Linked DNA regions of Mus musculus: all the other regions are linked to region 1. A link is a contact called in public Hi-C and HiChIP or PLAC-seq data. All regions are on one chromosome and are shown on one strand. Each heading gives the region's core, a stretch centred on a gene start, on an enhancer-like site or on the middle of the called end of the contact. The rest is flanking DNA. Distances are from core to core; before and after follow the strand shown.

Evidence for each region. A called contact is a pair of places that touch in the nucleus more often than the background predicts. HiChIP or PLAC-seq counts read pairs in DNA pulled down with a chosen protein or histone mark.
Region 2: a Hi-C map of muscle stem cells shows a contact between it and region 1, with 1.5 times the contacts expected there. The contact joins two enhancer-like sites. A contact is called at or near these places in 2 of 484 Hi-C or Micro-C datasets (muscle stem cells and nephron progenitors) and 1 of 9 other capture datasets (liver).
Region 3: a Hi-C map of B cells shows a contact between it and region 1, with 1.8 times the contacts expected there. The contact joins two enhancer-like sites. A contact is called at or near these places in 7 of 484 Hi-C or Micro-C datasets (B cells, CD8 T cells, LSK cells and 4 more), 4 of 115 datasets of contacts at active chromatin or transcription factors (CD8 T cells, bone marrow-derived macrophages, embryonic basal ganglia and 1 more) and 2 of 9 other capture datasets (adipose tissue and pancreatic islet).
Region 4: a BATF HiChIP or PLAC-seq map of CD8 T cells shows a contact between it and region 1, with 8 read pairs. The contact joins two enhancer-like sites. A contact is called at or near these places in 1 of 39 promoter capture datasets (hippocampal neurons), 2 of 484 Hi-C or Micro-C datasets (embryonic stem cells and muscle stem cells), 3 of 115 datasets of contacts at active chromatin or transcription factors (CD8 T cells, fibro-adipogenic progenitors and memory CD8 T cells) and 1 of 9 other capture datasets (adipose tissue).

The regions. Positions count from the first base shown.
Region 1 is chr12:99,466,061-99,469,812 of GRCm38.p6, forward strand. It overlaps a transcript of Foxn3 not described here. Among named protein-coding and RNA genes, the nearest start is that of Foxn3, 18 kb to the left of the region's middle. Within about 2 kb of position 2,156, at least 149 of the 459 cell types and tissues checked have an H3K27ac peak or open chromatin away from gene starts, as enhancers often do. A contact at or near this core is called in B cells, CD8 T cells, adipose tissue and 3 more, where this site is marked.
Region 2 is chr12:99,669,683-99,673,434 of GRCm38.p6, forward strand. No RefSeq gene overlaps it. Among named protein-coding and RNA genes, the nearest start is that of Gm19951, 28 kb to the left of the region's middle. Within about 2 kb of position 1,924, at least 62 of the 459 cell types and tissues checked have an H3K27ac peak or open chromatin away from gene starts, as enhancers often do. A contact at or near this core is called in muscle stem cells, where this site is marked.
Region 3 is chr12:99,645,404-99,649,155 of GRCm38.p6, forward strand. It overlaps Gm19951 (predicted gene, 19951), which reads left to right. Exons shown (of 2, transcript NR_166738.1): 2 at 741-1,818. Among named protein-coding and RNA genes, the nearest start is that of Gm19951, 4.2 kb to the left of the region's middle. Within about 2 kb of position 1,733, at least 65 of the 459 cell types and tissues checked have an H3K27ac peak or open chromatin away from gene starts, as enhancers often do. A contact at or near this core is called in B cells, CD8 T cells, adipose tissue and 2 more, where this site is marked.
Region 4 is chr12:99,324,355-99,328,106 of GRCm38.p6, forward strand. All of the region lies in intron 3 of Foxn3 (forkhead box N3), which reads right to left. Gm46371 (a long non-coding RNA gene) reads right to left here. Exons shown (of 2, transcript XR_001780668.2): 1 at 1-3,752. Among named protein-coding and RNA genes, the nearest start is that of Gm46371, 4.5 kb to the right of the region's middle. Within about 2 kb of position 1,932, at least 40 of the 459 cell types and tissues checked have an H3K27ac peak or open chromatin away from gene starts, as enhancers often do. A contact at or near this core is called in CD8 T cells, where this site is marked.

The DNA of each region.
Region 1 (3,752 bases), core at 906-3,405:
GGTACCCAAGACCACTGCATTTTACAATAGGCAATGACTTAGATACAAAGACAGTGAGTGTATCAATAATATGAAAAGGCATGATCTATGGAGAGGGGCTCCGAGGAGTGTAGCGCCTCATGAGAGAGCATCCCAAGGTCTAAAAAGCCCTCTGAGCTACCAGTGACCGGAGGAGACCCTCGCCTGGTCCAGCTTGCCGTCAAGGTTACATTTACGGGGTGGTGTCTGTGCTAGCCATGATCATTCTAAATAGACACGTTCAGGCTCACTTCCTCTGAACCTCAGGAAAACTCATCTGATAAAAGCCTCCTTTTATTCCTCCTAAAATGCTCAGCAATCTACCCAGCATGATGGTTGGTCTTCATTGTCAGTTTGACGGGATTTAGGATCACCATGGAAACACACATCTGGATACATAGCTATGAGGGCATCTTTAGAAAGGTTTAACTGAAAAAAAGGATCACCTATCCTGAATGAGGGAGGTACCACCCTGTGGGCTAGGGTCCCAGATGTCACCAAAACTGGGGTCTCAGAGTGAATAGGAAGGAGCGAGCAGATGGAGCAGCAGCATCCGTCACTGTTTGCTGACTGTGGATGCGATATGACCAGCTGCCTCACATTCCTGCTGCCACAAGAAGACCTGTGCCTGCTGTCCTGCCTCCCCAGAATAATGGACTGTATCCTCAAATCCTTAAGTTACTTTCCCGAGGCATCCTGTCAAGGAACAAGAACAGCCATCAATACAGCCAGCAAGAAACAAAAGCAGAAAGAGCACCCGCAAATTAAGCTCAACCCCCAGCAACAAGAAAATGGAGTTACAGCCAGGTTATGGTGGTGCAGGCCTTTAATCCCAGCAATCAGGAGGCAGAGGCAGTTGGATGTCTGTGAGTTCGAGGGCAGCCTGGCCTACAGTAGAGTGAGTTCTAGGACAGCCAGGGCTACATAAAGAAATCCTGTCTCAAATCCCTCCGAAAAGAAGGAAGGAAGGAAGGAAGGAAGGAAGGAAGGAAGGAAGGAAGGAAGGAAGGAAGACAGCAAATGGAGTTGTACTTCTAGACCTAAATTTGAGGAGGCTGAGGGGGCGTGACAGGTCCAGCCGTGGTCTGCCGTACTGAAAATTAGCTAAGAACCCCTCAGTGACATTATTTATTCAACAATATCAAAATGTAAATGAACCACTATGCTAAAAAAAAAAAAAGATAGAAAAAAGAGAAAGAAATCCATACAGCTGGTTTCTATATGAATGCAGAAACACCATTTCTTTAAAAAAAAATATGAACGATTTCTTCATCTCTCACATTCAGTTAGTATACAGTTGGCATTTTCAAAATGCAAACCTGATGTGGCTTTGGAATTCATTGAAGCACATTGGAAGACATCTGAGTGGAGGGGTTGGGGGGTGCGGCAGGGATTCTAGCCATATGCTGCTGGTGCATGGATTTGAATATTTGAAAGGTAATCTAGAAAAGAGAATGCTTCCAGCTCTCCTTACCAACAACAGTCATTCGTAGCAACCACACGTTTTATAGATCGAACCACTTGCCCATGTGTGAGACAATTACACGAGGACGTCAGGGGCTAGCCTCCCAGGGCAGCCTGGCTAGTTCAAGTGTGATTCTCGATAGGCTACTGGACATAGAGCCCAGCAGTCCTCTGCGTCACTGCTAAGGGAGGGATGATGGCTCTGGCCACATTGAGTGTATTCACAAAGAGATTTCCTAAAAAAAAAAAAAAAAAAATGCTCAAGTTTGGTGACCATGGATGAAAAGCTGCGGGGCCTCGCAATGGCTGCCTCCAAACCCGACCAGCAATGCTGTGAAATCAATCATCTCTCCTATCACGCTCATCGGATCCGCTGCTTGCACCCTTCTGTTTATCTGAGCAGCCACAAAGGAAATGGGCAAAAGCCAAGCCCACGGGCAGGGACTCTCCCTCTGGCTCTGATGGTGGTGTGCACCCAGAGAGGGATGGGAGGGACCCCTGTAACAGAACTGGGAAGGAGCCCTGTCAGAGCTCCTCAGCCCTGCCCATCTGTCCCTGGGCCAGGCCTCTAACTGGGTCATTCCGTCAGAGACCACACAAAAGACTGTGTGGTCGTGTGCACGGCTAATCCACTTCCGTGCTTGCAGAGGGCACTAACTCACATAAGAACAAACTCCATCGCCTCGCGCTTGGCTCGCTCACCAAGCCACATGTCTGAGACCCAAACCACCGCAAGTACAGGCTGGCGACGTCACCACAAAAAGAGTCCAAAAACCGAGTACTTTGTTTTCCATGCTTGGGAGGGCGGGGGCGGGGGAGGAAGTGAATGTGGACTTGTGACAGAGCTGAGAAACCTGACCACAACATTGGTGAGGAGGGGCTTTGGTTTTGGATCTGACCTGGCCACGGTTCTCAGTGGGCAAACACCTCCATTAGCTCAGCGAACAGGGGAATGCGCTCATCCCTGAAGGACAGGAAGAGAATAATTCCAGAACCGTGGCTCCAGGAGAGAAGGCTGGCACCTCTGCTTCAGCCCTGTCTAGCCACCACCATTATTCTACTCCTCCCCTTGACCCCATCCTCCATCTGAAACAAACTAGAACCTCAGGTCTGGAGGGAGTCTGGGAGCTGAGGCTTCACAGACATCCTCTCTTTGGCATGGCATGTCCCTAAGATGACACGTGAGAATCTACTCCTCCTACCAAGCACACGTCTTCTCACAGCATCTGTAGCCAGGGACCCCTCTCCTCTGACCCCAATTAATTCAACTCTGACCCAGAGCCCCTCTCTTGGATCCAGCACCCAAAGCTCTCCAAGAGCTCCTGAGGCAGACAAATGAACCCGTGGTCAAGCACGCACATCATCGCCAGGATAGCAGCATCTGAGATCTGGGATGACCTCCATCTCAGGCAGTGAATTACAACAGGTGTGGGGAGGTGTGTGATACATGAATTACCTCCTGATGGGGTTGTAATAGCCAGATCTTTTCTCTGCAGCCTAACAAAGTATGGCCAACAGTGTTACTGTTCTGATGGTAGTATTTGCTTGACTCTAGCCCACCTCACCAACTACTGTCCCTAACCCATCTGCCTTGAGCGGCATGGGCAGCGACTGATACCGCAGCCAGTGAGGAGACTCCAGAAAGTCACCCTCAAAGCACAGTGGTGAGGGTCTGAAGCACACTAGACCATAGCCACCTCATGTGGAATTCCAGGGTGGTAACGTAAGGAGCTGCCGGGCAGGGGAAAGAATGATCAAGTTGCCCCATGGATAGAAAGTAACAGTGACAAATGAGGACTGCCTTCTGTGACAGTCCTTAGCAAGCCAGGAAACACTGGAGAAATTTGAGAATTTGACATCTAAAAACCAAGACCCAATAATCATTCAAGAGTGGAGCGAAGGCTTGGCCGAACTGTTCTTTCTATCGGATTATAAACCACACATCACCCTGTCTTAACTTTACTGTAAGGGGATACTCTAAACACAGTCTGAAAGATACGGACTCTAACTTTATTAGGTCATGCTGCTGATATACACATATAAAGGGATGTGTGCGGCTAATTCAGAAACAGCAAGGAAAGAGTAATGTCTTGCTGGTGCCTCTGCTCCAAGTAATCCATGCAGAGTAGGACAGACACCTCAGGCTGTCCTCTGACCCCTCCATGAGCTCAGTGGCACACTGCCCCCCCACATTCATTCACACGAACGCTCACATGCATACACCCACACACACCCCCACACAAGGCTGTGCCAGTCTATAGTGACGTAAG
Region 2 (3,752 bases), core at 674-3,173, 200 kb after region 1:
TGTCCTGTGCCTGTTCTTTTTTATATAGGAGCTGGGGGTCAAACTGAGTTCTTCACGCTTGTGTCTCAAGCACTTTCCCAACCAAGTCATCTCCTCAGTCAGCTCTACTCTAAGCCTTTGTACTCTGCTGAGGGATTGGTTTCTGGGGGTGGAGGGGGGACGGAGGCAGGAAAGACAAGCAGTTTAGAATGTATTACTCTGAAATTACTCCTGTTGTGCTTATGTGCAAGTTTCTCATTTTTCTTTCATTTTATTTCAAACTCCTTAAATTAACAAGGCCTAAACAGAGAAAGCTGGTGTGTGTGTGTGTGTGTGTGTGTGTGTGTGTGTGTGTGTGTGCGTGCTTAAACAGATCAATCAACCTGACTGGCAGGTTTTACATAGATATCAAGAGAGGAGTTTGGAGACAAATGTGGAGCCCGATTGTAAAAGGCCTTGAGTGTCAAGGACAGAGCTTGGGCCGGAGTGATCTCTCCGCCTCTCCCTCTCCTCTAACCTGACAGCTGGGGCGTCTGTGGGCCTGCCTTCCCGTCCACTCGGAACACGGTGATATCAGGCAGCATGCCGCTGCTACTCACACCGCTGGGAGCAAGACAAGCAGGACCTGACCTTAGTGGTCTGCTTCCGGGTCCTTCCTCCGTTACTCCAATCTGGCTAGACCCTTCCATGTGAATGAATAGTTTTCCACAGTTATGATTTAAATAAGCTCATCCCGAGCTCGTTCTCTTCTGTGTCCTTGGTAAGAACCCAGGACACGCCCCTCTTCTGATCCTGATGGACCGCAGACTCTGAGTATACAGGGCTGAAGAGTAGACCCTGCGATGGGTGACCCAAGCAGGCAGATAATGCAATACTAAGAACACCTACTCAGTGGGCATACCTTCAGATCATAATAATATGCCGAATGCGCTTGAAATAGCAGACGCTGCGCTGCTAAGGATTAGACGCTTCCTCTGAATATCCCCAGGCCGGAAGCACATGGCTAGAACAAATGGGAGGGGCTCAGTGGAAAATAACTGGGAGAAAGCTCCCGGGATGCTGAGATTTCGACTTGGAAAGGACCCTGCAGCAGCCGATTTTCTCCCACATAATGGGCTGAAAAAACTACATCTCTGTAAAAATCAAGAAAAGCCTAACGGAGTGCAGCTGCCACCCCCCCCCTCCCCCCCATAATTAGATCTGGGGGATTACTGCTGAGATGGATGGAAGATATCAGATGGCCAGTGCTAGAGACAACTTGCCATCCCTGTCTGACTACGCCACTAGACACTGGAGTTCTCAGCAGACCCACATATGTTTGTTTTTAATTAAAATGTGCTGAATGGACCGTTAGCTGTTCGGAAATAATGAAGACAAGCAACACAAGACAAATCGGCTAATTGACAACTCCAAACGTTCCGTTTTATACCCTTCAGTAATGTTAATGGAGCTTTCCAATATGTTCTGGTTGAAATAATAATTACACAAACACAGTTACATAATAATCTAAGAGGTAGATAAAATATATATAAATAACAACAGCGGCATAACCCACAAGTGGGTCAAAGGATTACAAATTCATTCTCTCAGGCTTTATCTCAATGAGTATTCATGGAGTGCTTGTTGTTTATTAAGGGCCGGGCTCTTGTGGACTAATGCCTGGGATGAGATCACCCCGGGGGTTTTCAGATATACGTTGTTGTGTGAGGTCACATTGTGTGAGGTCACATGTTCTGTACGTGTAGAGGAGCTATGCAGAACAACATCTCCAATTGTGTCCTCTAACCATGTAGTGAGAGAGTATAGAAAGGGTATTTTCAAAGGGAGACTATGTCATTTTAAGCGATTTGAAAAGCTAGTTTATGTGAAGGTAGAGAACCTGGCCAAGAGTTTGACAAACGATGTTTTATTCAGTGCATACAGAACCAAGCACAGCTGTCTCAAGGATGCGTCCTGGGACTGTAGACACAGTGCAAGGCCGAAGGGCAGCCGGACGCCTAGTGTACCGTAAACACAGGGCTTCTTGGGAATCTTCCAAGGTCTGTGGCAGAATTTCAATCACAAGATATACAGAGTTCTGGCCAAAATTGGGAGTGATAGCAACTGTCAAATGTCTTTGGATGTTTTGTGGAGATGAATCCCTTAGCTAAGTGGAATGGTAGGGAATGATTCAGAGTCACTGTGAGCACCCCTGCCCTTCACTGTCAGGCCAGGATATCAATGGGGTAAATGAACTCCCATGCTTTTGGAGTTTATTTACAACTGAAATGCAAAACCTCAACCTCATCCATATTCAATCAGAGAAAATTGTGGCTCATCCAAGACAAGACGGGAGCCAAATTTGGGGCAAAGCAAAGGGTGACATCATCTGAAAGGGCTGGAAATGAAGTGTAAATTTGAATATCATCTGTATATAAGTGATAATTAAAGCTGTGAGACTCAATACGTGCCAAGAGAGAAAGTCAATGAAAACGCAGAACAACAGTGTCCCTGGACACGTCTTACTTCTGAAAGAGAATTTTTTTTTTTAAAAAAAAAAGTTGGTAAGAGGCAAGATTTTCTTTCCTGCTGAATGACTTCGAAACCAGACACAAATCATTTTCAAAGAGCCCAGAACCATCCGTAGACACTGTCTTAATTGTCTGTATGTTGATCAAAATAAAAGGCTTTTCAGTAAGTTTTGTATTCCAAGGAATTGGGAAGCTTCTCCCGTTAGCTTGGAGATGACCTCTTCCTGTAGAGAGGTTGCTTCAGCAAACAATGCTAAGAGAATCTAAGCTGACACTGGCCTGTCCTTCTCAAGGCTGTAGTCACATCTGGGAGGAAGCCCAGGCGGCCCTCATCTGAGTACTGCATGGCTCCAGTCTCAGCACAAACTATCTAAGTCCTAAGCATGTGTGACTGCATCCACAGTGGAGTCACACGAGATGAGCCTGAGTTTCCCAAAACAGAGACTAGCCTGTGAGGAATTCATGATGGAAGGGTAGGTAGCTTTTGCCATACACCAGCCTTTCGAGCAGCGGTTCTCAACCTGTGGGTGGTGACTGACCCCTTTGGGGGTCATGTATGAGATAACCTCTATCTCAAATATTTGCATTAGAACTCATACAGTAGTAAAATTAGAGCTGTGAAGTTATAATGAAATAGTTCTATGACTGGGGTCACCACAACGTGAGGACCTGTTAAAGGGTCACAGCATTAGGAAGGTTGAGAACCAGTGTCCTAGAGACTGACTTGGGATTCATTTTGGGTTCGATCTTTCTGGCCCGTAGAAAACTCATAAAGGCAGGCAAGGTCCTCAGTGGTGGGTTGAGCACAGAGTGCTAGTTGAGTTGAAGATCCAACCTTCCCATGCCTTAGAATGCAGCTGAGTTTGGATGTGGGATGTTTGAGGAGGTGAGAATGAGGTCTAGAAGATGTGCTCAGAACCAAGATAGATGGGGTTCTAATGGGAAAAAAATTGAAACACAGTTATATGCATGAAAAAGCCACATGAAAACATAAGAGAAAGAGGCTGTCAACAAGCTGGGATTCAGACTTCCAGCCTATTGAAGTGTAAGGAAATGTGTTTTTGCTATTTAAGTGACTCATTTTTTTCTATGGGAGTCTTAGCAAACTAATTTTTAGGGTAAAAGACAGAAAGCCTGTGTATGCATTTTCTACAGATGTCCCTCTTGTTCTAGGTATTGACCTGTTCAACAGGCTCAGCCATTATGCCTTTTGGTCACATAAATAGGTATATAATACACACACACACACACACACACACACAC
Region 3 (3,752 bases), core at 483-2,982, 180 kb after region 1:
AAGTTTCCCTCAGGATAGCTGGCGCTCTCACTCTTACCCGACACACGCAGTTTTATCCGGTAAAGCGAATGATTAGAGGTCTTGGGGCTGAAATGATCTCAACCTATTCTCAAACTTTAAATGGGTAAGAAGCCCGGCTCGCTGGCGTGGAGCCGGGCGTAGAATGCGAGTGCCTAGTGGGCCACTTTTGGTAAGCAGAACTGGTGCTGCGGGATGAACCGAACGCCGGGTTAAGGCGCCCAATGCCGACGCTCATCAGACCCCAGAAAAGGGGTCTTTTAAGTTCTTACCAAACAATTTTAATGTATCCACCTTAATGTATAGCTCTTTTAAGAATGATTCCTTTGATGCAGATCTTGGCCTAGCCATGTTTATCTCATGCACCAGTTATGTTACCTTCTCTGCCTCAGGCTGTTTGGGTGCGGGGGGAAAAGTGTATGTATGCGGTGATAACGTGGCTTCCCCCTTTCTCCCTGTAAATTGGACTGGTTCCTGTGTGCCGGCCTTACTTTCGCCAGATATAGAGATTATACGAGGAGACGAGCCTGTTCCTCTGCCCAGTTTTGCTATGTTTGTCCCCCAGACATAAAGGAGCTGTTCAGCTTATCCCACTTTTGGTTGGATTAGGGATATCTGGGGCACTGGCTACTGGCTCTGCTGGAGATGGGGTGGCTCTAGATACTTACAATGAGCTGTCCCAACAGTTGATTGATGACGTTAATATGGTTTATCATTTATAGGGTCAGTAAAAGATCTTCAAGATCAAGTGGATTCCCTGGCAAAAGTGGTCCTACAAAATAGACGAGGCCTTGATTTACTAACTGCAGACAAGGGAGGTATCTGCTTAGCTTTACAGGAAAAATGCTGTTTCTATACAAACAAGTCTGGGATCGTCGGAGACAGAATCAGAAAACACCAAGAAGACCTAGAAAAAAGACGTCAAGAACTCTTCGCCAATCCCATGTGGAGTGTCTGGAATGGAGTGTTGCCTTACCTCCTTCCCCTCCTTGCCCCGGATAGGATTTCTTTTACTTATCTCTTTTGGACCCTGGGCATTTAGGAAGGTCACAGATTTGGTAAAATCAGAAATAGATGCAGCCTTTAAGAAGCCAGTGTCGCCTTTAAGAAGCCAGTGTCACCTTGAAGTCTGAGACATTGGCCAAGATACTTATGCTGAGCCCCCAGGCACCCCTTCGGTAGGCCTAGATTTCACAGTCCTAGACCCAGGCCCCGACCAAGGGTGCTTTGGTAAGCTATGGAGACATCAATGACAGGAATAGCATGATGCCACATACCAGGAGGCACACCCATGATAGGCTGTAGAGCATCTCAATGACAGGATTATTGCGAGTCCATGATCCAGGAGCCCACTCTGAATTGACAGTGCTGGGTATGGAGGCCATTTGCATAGCCTAAGACAGAGACTCTACCCTCAGACCCAACCATGTCGGGTGCTGGTTGTGGATGCACATCATGTAGCCTAAGACAGATGCTCCATCTATAATATAAAAGAGAGGGAAATGTTGGAGACTGACACTGAGCCATAAGCCAAAGTTCCCCTCCCTTCTTGAGAAACTTCTGACCTTTTGAAATGACAGCTGACAGAATATCAAGATCAGATAATAGTATCTGCAAACTTTCTGAGGAAAACCACAGAATGTTCCCTGAGCTAAGAGTAGATACTACGTTCCCAGGCAGTTAAGCAGAACTACCCCTCCCCCCAGGCTGAGGCACAGGCAAGGTTCTCCCTCTTTACTTCCTCCTTCTTACTGCTTATATTCTGTAACCTTGCTCACAATAAACAGACCTTGACAACCATTGCTTAGTCTCGCTCCTTCTTTCTCCCTTGTTTCTCTTTCAGTCATGGTCCCCCTCGGATCCCACGAATAACTGAGTCCTGCGGGTCAGGACAGAAATGCACGGTTTCTTCAGCCACACTTTCCGTATCCAGGGGGTAAGAATGTAAGAATGGGCAGTAGCAACGTCCTATAACGTTTTAGGAGTTCTATGGACACCTCTGTCCAACAACGCAGAAGAAGGCTTATCATGCCTGGTGTTGGAGGTTTTGTTAGGTGCTCTATGGCTCTCGGAGTGAGCATTGTCAGCTCAGATAGTGGGAAAAATTCATCTCTCTCTCTCTCCGTCCCTTCTCTCCCTCCCTGTCTTCCTCCCTCCCTTCCCCCTCCTCTTCCTCCCCCCTCCTCATATGTACTATAAGTATTTTTAGGTAGATAGTCAAAAATATGTTTCAACAAAGTCCCTCACTGATTGAAACTCACTAAGTAGGCTCGGTTGGCTGGCCAGTGAGCTTCAGGGTTCTGATGTCCCTGTTTCCCCAGTGTCAGGATTACAAGCATAAACCACTGCATCTCGATTTTATTTTTAACATGGATTCTAGGGGTCCAGCTGAGGTCCTCGTGCACTTTAGAGACCCAGTGTCTCCTAGCCCACACAGAGAGGTTGTTCTTGAGACAGCCGTGGAACCCTGTCAGCCCTTGAAAGTTCTCTTTCTACTCTTAGATGTCCTTTCTTGACTTTGGTTTTCTTCCAATGGTTGATGCCTGTGGCTTCAGGACACTGATGCCAGAAGCACCTGGGCATTTTAAGCTCATTGAAAAAGTCTACATATTTTTCTTTTTCTTATATGTGTGTATGTGTGTGTACATGTGTACATGTGTGGGGCACACATTTATGTGTAAGGCCATAGGCTGATGTCAGGAATCATTCTTGTCCCTTTCCTTCCTTTTCTTTTGAGGCAGGGTCTCTCAATCAAACCCAGAGCACACAGATACAGATAGTCTTGCTGGATAGCCTGCTCTGGAGTTTCCATCTCAGCCTTCTAAGCTGGAGTTACAGGAGGGACGCCAGGATTAATGTGGAACCTGGAGATCCCAACTCTCCAGTCTCTTCTTGCTTATGTGACAAGCTCTTTTTGGAGCCTTCTCTGCAGCCTAAAGTCTATATTTTAAGTCCAAATGTACATCCTATCTAGTCAAAATCCAGCAGATAATTATCAGGTGATGTGATAAACAGATGCAGTCAGAAGTTTATTTTATTTTATTTTATTTTATTTTATTTTATTTTGAGACAGGGTTTCTCTGTATAGCCCTGCCTGTCCTGGAACTCACTTTGTAGACCAGGTTGGCCTCGAACTCAGAAACCCGCCTGCCTCTCCCTCCTGAGTGCTGGGATTAAAGGTGCGCTACCACGTCCGGCTCAGAAATTTATTCTTAAGATCTTCTTTAGCTATGTGCCTGTGTGTATATCTGTGGGAGGGTATGTGCACATGAGTGTAACGGCTCTTCAAGGCCAAAGGCATCAGTTTCCCCTGGAGCTGACGTTGAATATGGTTATTAGCTGTTGAGCAGGGGAGCTGGGACTCAAACTCTGGTCCCCTGCAAGAGCAGTATGTGTTCTTAACCTTTGAGCTGTCTCTCTGGCCCCCAGAGATTGCAATTTAAATGTCATCCTTCGTGCTCCTCCCAAGCACTGATACTGCCAACCTTGTCACCAGGAGGTTTCAGCCATCTGTCTAAGGGCCTGCATTCTTGGTATAGTAGGTCAAGAACACTTCTGCACCGTGACCCTCCAATCCCTTCTGACAGATTTCCTTTGGCAGCCAAGCCAAGGAAACCATGCCTTGCCATCTCAGGTCATAAGCTACTGGACTCCAGATAGTTTATTCACCTCTCCTGACATACCTTGCTGTTCTTGCTGCTTGTGGTGTGGTGTGGTGTGGTGTGGTGTGGTGT
Region 4 (3,752 bases), core at 682-3,181, 140 kb before region 1:
TGGGGGGGGGGCCAGAGACAGAGAGACAGAGACACCCAGAAAGAGGGGGAGGGGAGGGAGGAGAGAAATAAGAGAAAAGAAGAAAAAGAGAAAAAGGTAATCCTCCAGCAGAGAGACCACACCAGAAACCACATCACTGTGGCAGGACTGAACATCGCCTTTCGCCATACACAGAGCAGGCTCAGCACTGGTAAAGGAACTGTTGGTGGGAGGCAGACTTCCCCAGCTAACCAGACTTCATATGCCCTCTAAAGAGCTGAGTTCTGTATTAATGTAATGGGGATTAAACAAATTAAACTGAGGATAAAACCCCAGGGCCTTTCCTTTTTTTTTCCTAAATAGAAAACCTAATAGGGTGCTCAATATACACACCTCAGAAGAACTGTGGGGTTTGCCAGGTGGTCCTCCACCAGTGTTACTCTGGCATCCTGGGCACACCAGCCACCACCCACTCCTCTTTTTGATCTTGGAGAGTGTAACTGGTATCTCACGGGTGGAGATTATGTATGCTTCTAAATGTCTAAAGAATCTCCAGTTCTGAATGCCAGCAGAGCTAACGTAGGAAAGACGAGAGTCGACCCAAGACCCCCACAGGCAAGCTAGGAGTTCCAAAGTCATTATCACGGCAGTCTCAATGTAACAAATGATGTCTGAAGCTCCTTAGCTCCCAGTAACCACTGGCAGAGCCAAAGGGGGCGCTTTGTATTGAGGAAGATCTGGGGGCTACGGAGGTTCTGGCAGGGTTGCTGGAAACACAGACCTGGTTGGTAGAGGGGGAGGGGGGTCAAAAGCAAAGAAGTGCTTGCAGTAAGAAAGTATCCAAAATCCTCAAGGCCGGCAGGTGACTCCAAGCTGTGGTAACTTTATGCACACAGAAACTGCTTTGTATTAAAGTCTCAAACATGTTACTCGGCTCAGAGAAAAGACACACATCCAACTTCCAGGAGCCTGTTGCCCCTGCCTACTTCTGTTCATCCAGTTATTTTGATTCTCAATCTCAAAGTAGGGCAAAAGCAGAGATGGATCTGCAGAGAAATCACTCTAAGTGACTCAGGCCCAGGAACCTGCCATCTCAGCTGCTATTTGCAAGAGTGCCTGCAGAGCTTATAAAAGGAAGAATAAACGGAGATTACGGCCATTTGTCTACTGGTTAGGGCAAAACATCACCCAAAGGATGGAGAAACTAAGAGAACCGCTACACAAACGGTTGCAATCATGACCGCTAGTGCAGATGAGACCATGGCTCAGCCTGACAAGCTGTGGAGATGTGGGCAGAGAATTCCAGCCTTAAGGCTGCCCCTGGATGCTGCGCTCTGGGGGTCCCTAGGAGGAAGGAACCTGTCTTGTTTGCATCCTCTTGTCTGGACCTGCACCCCTAAAGGGGTGGAACCAAAGGAAGGGATGGGTGCTAAAACGCAAAACAAAATCTTTGTGCCTTTTCCAGGGAGGGTGCTAAAACATACATAACATGAAGCTGCCATCTGAACTTTTTTTTTTTTAAGTGCAGCTAGGTGACGGTTGGGACATTCCTATTGTGTAATCAACTCTACCCCTATCTGTCTCCAGAGCATCATCCCAAACAGAAAATTACAGAGGAGATTTCTGTGACGGGCTTCCTTAGGCTGTTTAGCACAGTGTCTCCACGGCTCATCCACGTTGCGGCACGTCCTTTTTAAGGCTGACTAGTGCTTCCCCGTGCACATTCTGCCTGACCACCTACGGATGGCCTCTGGGTTGTTTGCACCAGCACTGATGTCGTTTAACAAGGTGTTAAGTGTACTTAGCCAGTGTGCTGAATGAAGGGGGAGAGAGAAGATAAAAGCCTCAGATTCTCTGGTCGACCTCTGCAAGTGATCATAACCCCCACAGGAGACTCAAGTGTTTTTCCATGTAAAGAGGAAGTGAATTAGACTGGTGTTCTCCAGAAACTTTTGGCTGTCTTCTGGAGTAAGAAATAGATGTTTCGTTCTGACTGACTTCACACAAGCACACAGACATAACTGAAACTCAAGGTGCACAAAACCCTGCCCTACGGTGAGCGAGCTCTCAACATCTGCTGCTGCCGACTCCATTATTTCTCGGAAAGAGAGAGAGTCCCAGGCACTAAACTGATCTCACCGCCACCACAGAGTGACAAATTACTTAAGACACGCTATTTTAGGTATTTGTTTTCTTCCAAACTGGTATCCCTTAGACTATGCTAATAACTAGGGTACCATCACTTTTTAAAGTATCAGTTTCGTAAAGTAGAGAACTCTCTAGTACTACAAAGAAACACCGTGAGTTGCACTCCCCCCAATTTTTGACCATGAAAAGAGTCACATAAAATCAAAAGGGGCATCCCAATGTCTACTGCAGGTGGTCCTACCAAGCCCTTTGGGGAGCTCTACACTGGGTCACGGAAAAGTCCTGTCAACTCCAGCAATTCTGTGATGTGGGACGAAAAATCTTAGCATGGGTTTTCCTTTGCAAGAAACAGAAATAAGCACAAACCGTAGGAGCTGCACCTCCCAAAAGATACACAGCACCCACTCCTATCCACAGTTGAAACACTAATCTGTTTCCTTTTAAGAACAAATTTCTATTCGGAACAAAATAAAATGGAGATTATCAGATCAAATAAAAACCCACTAAAGATTTAGGACACCGTGGCTGAAAAGTCCAGAAGCGAGGACCAGGGCAGCGACTGTTTGGAAAGGACACCAGAGCAGGTGGGAGAAAACAGTTGCAGGATGCAAACTTGGAATTATGATGAGAGATTTAAGATCTCACATGCAAAAAGGTGAGTACAGCTAATAACATCTATAAACTTAAGTCTGTTAAGTGTGTGTAGGCCTTAAGCTTTACACACACACACACACACACACACACACACACACACACACACACACACACACGGGAGGGGGAAACATTAATTAGCCTGATTGTGAGCATTATTTTACAATACACACTTACATACATGGAAAGGTTAGGTTTCAACCTTTAATATATATTTATCAAATTTACTTAAAAAAAAAAACTGGGAAGGAATAACAGCAAAAATCCAAAAGTAACTGAGAAGGAGCCAATGGCCTGCCACGTTAATTGCAGATAATTCTCTCGTTAGCAACACTTCTGCTGAGGTGACTGAAAAGAGCCTCGGACCTGTTGTGTTTTGTCCCCCAGGCAGCTGGCTTGATGTGGCATACACAAACCAAAAGGACTGTACGGTGCATCTCCTTTCAGACTCCAATTCTTGTCTTAGCAGACCTCCAACGTTAAGGCCTATTCTAACTGTTAGAAGCGAATCCATGGAAGCCAGGCAGCCATTCAGTTTTATAAGACAGTCACTGCTTGATCCTGAGTGTGCCACACTGTGCCTTAGATCATCTGATCAGTGTGTGTGTGTGTGTGTGTGTGTGTGTGTACGTACAATGTGGGCTCCTGCTTAGAGACACTTTCTTTTTGATGAGTGGTAGCAAAATACATTGCTTTACCCACAATGATTTTAAAAAAAAAATACTCAAATCCAAAAGTGGTTAGCCCTCGTCAATTTTCCATACATAAAGAACTACAAGAAAAATGTGTGAACATTTATTCTGCAGGATGAAGAAAACAAGATGGATTCCAATGGTGGCGTTCAAGAACAAGAAAGCCTTTGGATGCAGTGGACTTCGACTCTTTCTTTTACTAAAGTCAATATAAATAACTCTTAAATCATAAAAACCAAGTCATTTTGAGAAAATACAGTATGATCTGTCCTGACTCCACCT